Linked DNA regions of Mus musculus: region 2 is linked to region 1. Evidence: chromatin contacts called from public HiChIP or PLAC-seq data. All regions are on one chromosome and are shown on one strand. The core of a region is the stretch at or near the end of the contact, and the rest is flanking DNA. Distances in the headings are between cores, read along the strand shown.

The links. HiChIP or PLAC-seq counts read pairs in DNA pulled down with a chosen protein or histone mark.
Region 2: a contact with region 1 is called in an H3K4me3 HiChIP or PLAC-seq map of bone marrow-derived macrophages, with 2.1 times the contacts expected there. The contact joins the promoter of Zrsr1 here to the enhancer-like site in region 1. A contact is called at or near these places in 14 of 39 promoter capture datasets (the 3T3-L1 cell line, the C10 cell line, the HPC-7 cell line and 8 more), 1 of 15 datasets of contacts at CTCF or cohesin (CD8 T cells), 10 of 484 Hi-C or Micro-C datasets (the C2C12 cell line, the G1E-ER4 cell line, adipose-derived mesenchymal stem cells and 7 more), 13 of 115 datasets of contacts at active chromatin or transcription factors (CD8 T cells, the HPC-7 cell line, the NIH/3T3 cell line and 7 more) and 4 of 9 other capture datasets (adipose tissue, liver, macrophages and 1 more).

Annotation. Positions count from the first base shown.
Region 1 is chr11:22,834,186-22,836,885 of GRCm38.p6, forward strand. It overlaps B3gnt2 (UDP-GlcNAc:betaGal beta-1,3-N-acetylglucosaminyltransferase 2), which reads right to left. Exons shown (of 2, transcript NM_016888.5): 2 at 554-2,700. The coding sequence ends at 1,808. Among named protein-coding and RNA genes, the nearest start is that of B3gnt2, 24 kb to the right of the region's middle. Within about 2 kb of position 1,321, at least 8 of the 459 cell types and tissues checked have an H3K27ac peak or open chromatin away from gene starts, as enhancers often do. A contact at or near this core is called in bone marrow-derived macrophages and olfactory sensory neurons, where this site is marked.
Region 2 is chr11:22,970,664-22,973,363 of GRCm38.p6, forward strand. Zrsr1 (zinc finger (CCCH type), RNA binding motif and serine/arginine rich 1) reads left to right here and starts at 1,342. Exons shown (of 1, transcript NM_011663.3): 1 at 1,342-2,700. The coding sequence starts at 2,565. The region is part of intron 1 of Commd1 (COMM domain containing 1); the gene reads right to left.

The DNA of each region.
Region 1 (2,700 bases), core at 71-2,570:
AAGACAGGCAGCAGACATGGGTGCTGCACACCAGGGTTTCTTGGTCTGGGTCAAGTCAGTAAAATGGTTTGGTCGATCTCAGGGAGGCCTTGGAGGAAGGGCATGAAGGTGTATATTAGTTGACAGGTCGAGAAAGAAGTGCAACCCGTGGTTGGAAATGCCTGGGTCCTTCTTGCAGACGCTTGGGATGTGGGGGTCCAGGTGCTTTATAGCTGGAATGCATGTCTTCAATTCCATCATCACAATGGAGGTAGAGGGAGGAGCAGCTCTAGGAATTCCAGGCCAGATTGGTCAACATACTGAGCCCCAGGACAGCCAGGACCCCATAGAGACCCCCTCAAATCAAAAACAGAAACAAAAAAAACCAGATGGCACAGCTCTCAGGAAGACACACATAGGTGGGAAGTGCTTTTAAGACTACAGATGCAGTGATGGCTAACCCACGGACACAGACTGTTAATATAATGATGACTGTAATGGTTTCTGGGAAAGATAGCCCAGGGAGAATGTCATGAAACACAGGGAAACAAGAACAGAAAGAGTATCACTTATTATACGTGATGATTAAAAAATACAATCACTTTATTTCCACTTTTTCCCAGTCCCCTGTAGCACAGGTGAGAACCCTCTAAAGCACAAAAATATTTCAAGAAAGCATGTTACAAGATACTAGTATATGCAATATTTTGGCAGAACTTTATTTTCTCTAGCAGTTCATACCCCCCCATCCAAATTTTAAAATTCAAAAATAAGAGTTAACTTTATCTAACATGTTACAGCTTAACATTTAAAACATCATGCTGGATCTGGGAGGAGATGGGGAGGTGAATACAATCAAAACACATTGTATGAAATTCTCAAAGAATTAAAAATGAGAAAAAATAAAATATCATGCTCTAGTTAAATATTTCACAAACACTGTATACAAATAAAATATTACACAAAATATTTTTTAAGAAAATGTTTTGGTGTTTGATCTGAACAATAAATAAAAGCACAGGCACTTCTACACTGAGACAGGGAAGTGTCACTACCCAGAATTTTATCTAAGGAATACGTGATAATATGGCAAGAATAGAATCTTGGGGTTTTAACTGACTAATCACGTCCAAAGCTCAGAAGTGGCGAATGCTTCCCAGTCTCTGAACACTCACAGACCCATGGCTGTCGGGCTACTCAGTCTCCAGTTGGCCATTAGGGAATCACACTCATGATCTTCAAATACTAAAAATAGGTTAACTACCATGATGCCACCCAGGAAACCAAACACAAGTAAAAAGAAAATCCCCTCTGTCCTCATGGCCATAAGCCCTGACAAGATGAACTACACGCACTGCGTGGCTTTCCTTGCATAAAGGAAGTAACGGTTTCTAGTAACAAGGACAATACTGCTGGGTGACGGGAGATTGACATCAGTCTACTTTCTAGACAACTTTCAAAATCTTATGAAAATACATAGAATTCCATTTCACAAAGCCACCAGGTTGTGTCCTACATATATATATATGTATGTATGTACACACACACATATATACACACATACATACATAATTGTGGAGGAGAAAGAAAACAAATTAGAAACTGAGGACCGGCAGCCAGAGGAAGGGTCATAACCACTCACCCTGCCATGCTGAGCTGTCTTCAGCCTTCCCTCTTCACAAGGCAAGGGAAGGACTGAGGGCTTGGGAGCCCAGGGGCTACCTGCTCATGAAGGCTAATAGCCTCACACAGAACTCACCTATTGTGAGAGCACACCATGGGAACTAGTCAGGCTAGGCCTTTCTGTGAAATGCAGCTCATGTCTATTTCAGCATTTTAAATTAGGACTTTGCAACTGAGACCAGATATCAATCATCTCTTGAGGTTTTCTGCTATGTACTAACATTAGGTCTATATAGGAACAAATATTTTTCTTATTTTTCTCTTCAATATCAAATGTCCTGAAGCCTTTGTGCTTCTCTGGAACAAGGCCCAGTTTCTGAAGGCACATTCCCGTATAAACATCATCAATAGGGTAGAGATGGACCCGGCTAGTCGCACTGTACAGCCTCAAGGCAAGGGGGCCGGAGTACAGGAATCCACCACCCCCGGCATACGGTGGGTAGACGCCGGTGTAGAAGACTTCTGGGATGTAGTACTTCAGTTTCTTATCCCGGTGAGGCCCAGCATTGTGGATCACGTCACCTATGAACAAGTCTTTGGCTTTGCTCTTGGATAAGCTATTCAAGTAATTAAGGATGTGATGGGTGTTCACAAACACGTCATCATCGCCCTTGAAGACAAACTCTGCGTCTGGACAGGAAGTGCTCACCCACCTAAGAAACAGCACTTCCTTCAGGGACAGGTTGAAGAATGTGTCTCTATAGTTCCACATGAGGATGTCCTGGTGCTTGTCACTCTCAAACTTAAGCATGTCCGAAAGGTCAGGGTGGTTGTCCTCTGGGGGTGTCTTGCCCAACAGGAAGACCCTCACTACTGTCTGGTTCCCTACGTTGGTTTCTCGGCCCCAAGACTCCCGAATTGCTTGCCTTCTGGCAAAATGTGGAATGAGGGACTTTATCGCCAATAGTAAGAAGGGCTTCTTTGCACATTTCTTCGGTTGATCTATAAGCAGCGAGTAATTCCGGCATCTCAAATACAAGAGAAAGTCTTTAAATCTGTCCGGCAGATTATTAAAATCTGTCACAGCTGTCATGACCG
Region 2 (2,700 bases), core at 92-2,591, 140 kb after region 1:
ATATCTGGAGTGATACCTCCTAGATGAACCCTGTGGCTGGACAGTCTCCCCAGGATCCTGACCCTCAAATCAGAGACTTCTGTAAGACTGGACCTGACCTCCAGCTAAGATACATCACACAGGTGAGCACCTTGGGGATAAAGACTTAGGACCATATTTAGAAATTTAAAGTGTGAACCTTGTATGATGACCCTCAGCATAAAATATAACTTTTGCTATACACAGGTATCTACCTTCTTTCTTGTGACACAGAGGCAGGCAGAGCTTTCTTCTTAGTTAGGGTTTTACTGCTGTGAATAGACACCATGACCAAGGCAAGTCTTATAAAGGACAACATTTAACTAGGGCTGGCTTACAGATTCAGAGGTTCAGTCCATTACCATCAAGGCAGGAACACGGTAGCACACAGGCATGGTGCAGGAAGAGCTGAGAGTCTGACATCTTCATCTGAAAGCTGCTAGAAGACTAGCTTCCAGGCATCTAGGATGTGGGTCTTAAAGCCAATGACACACTTACTCCAGCAAGGCCACAGCTTCTAACAGTGCCACTCCCTATACAAACCATCACATTCTACTCCCTGGCCCCTATAGGCTTGTGCAAGCATAAGAGCCTATGGGGATCATACCTAAACATAGCATGATGCAAGGCCAGTCTAGTCTACAGAGCAAGTTCCAGGACAGCCACAGCTACACAGTAAAACCCTTGTCTCTGAAAAAACAAACAAACAAACAAACAAAAATAAAAGATTTTTTTCTTGGCTTAAACACTTGTCTGAGCAGTCTTCTCTGGTGAATACCCCACAAAACTACATTACAGAACAAATGAAAGGAATGTGTTTGCAAAAAACAAAACACATTCAATTTTTTATTCCCTTGGTTTTTCGAGACAGGGTTTCTCTGTGTAGCCCTGGCTGTCCTGGAACTCACACTGTAGACCAGGCTGGCCTCGAACTCAGAAATCCGCCTGCCTTTGCCTCCCGAGTGCTGGGATTAAAGGCGTGCGACACCACACCAGGCCCACATTCAATATTTAAAAAACAAAACAACAACAAAACCAAAACCCCTTACTTTCCACAAGAGTGAGGAGCTGAAGCCAGAAAAACGGTTTACCTGGTAAAGCCCTTGACAAACAAATATAAGAACTTAATTTCTATTCCCAGCACCCACATAAACAAGCCCGGGAAGGTGAGCTGCCAGCACCGGCATGGAGGGGTGCCCTGCAGTGAGACAAGCCTGCCCCGGCTCAGGGCTGAGCATTCTTACTGCAGGAGCACTCCCACTGCAGGGGGCGGAGACAAAAAAAGCAGTAAATCGTACTGCGCAGGCCTGCCTTTCCCGGAGTAAAGACGTAACTGCAGATTACAGGGTAACTGCGCAGATCAGACATACTGCGGATAACTGCAGATACCTGGATGACTGCGCAGGCGGACCGTACTGCAGATAACCACCCGCAACTGCGCAGGCCGGTCGGTAAGGCAGATAACCACTGTTCCAGCTGTACCATGGATAACCGGGTAACTACGTAGGCTGATCATACTACGGATAACCAGGTAACTGCGCAGGCCGGCCATGCCACGGAGGCTGGCCTTAAAGCGGATAACCGGGTAACTGCACAGGCCAGCTGTGCCATGCATAACCAGTAACTGCATAGGCTGGCCGTACCACAGATAACCACGGATACCTGGGTAACTGCGCAGGCAGGCCGTACTGCGGATAGCCAGGTAACTGCGCAGGCTGGCTGTACCACGGATAATCGCGGATAATTGGTAACTGCGGCCGCCCCACAGATAATTGGGTAACTGCGCAGGCAGGCCATACCACGGATAACTGGATAGACGGATAACTGCGCAAGCCGGCCATACCGGCCCGGCCGGGTAACTGCATGGGCAGGCCTATGTACTGCGGATAAACGGATAACCGGGTGACTGCCCAGGCAGGCCGTACTGCGGATAACTGGATAATCGGGTAACTGCGCAGACCATCCGTACCTCCGAAAACTGGGTAACTGCGCAGGCCTACCACGGATAAGTGGGTAACTGCGTGGGATAACTGGATAATCGGGTCACTGCGCAGGCAGGCTGTGCCACGGATAACCGGACAACCGGGTAACTGCACGGATAGGCTTTATCACGGGTAACTGGATAACCGGGTAATTGCGCAGGCTGGCAGTACCACGGATAACCGGATAACTGCGCAGGCAGGCCTACGTACTGCGGATAACCGAGTGACTGCGCAGGTAGGCGGTACAGCCCACATTCCAACGCAAACACTGGCCTTCGACTGCGCATGCGCACATTCAACTACTGGTTGCTGCATTGCGCAAACACGCCGGTGACTCAGCTGGTTCAAGCTTTCTAGGCTGGTGGAAAGGAAAGTCAACTGGGCTGAATGGTGCCACCCTGAAGTTGCTGTCCAGGAAGGTAACGAACATTAAACAGCAGAACAACTTAGCAGCGGGCGACATTTTCAATCCACAGCGTGAGAAAAAGAGATTATCGCGAGATCCGGGAAGAGCCCCCCCCCCCCCCCCCCCCCCCCCCCCCCCCCCCCCCGCTCTGCGGTAAAATGGCATCACGGCAGACCGCGATTCCTGAGAAACTCAGCCGAAAACAATACAAGGCGGCAATGAAGAAGGAGAAACGCAAGAAACGTCGGCAGAAAATGGCTCGGCTGAGAGCTCTGGAAGCCCCACCAGAGGAGG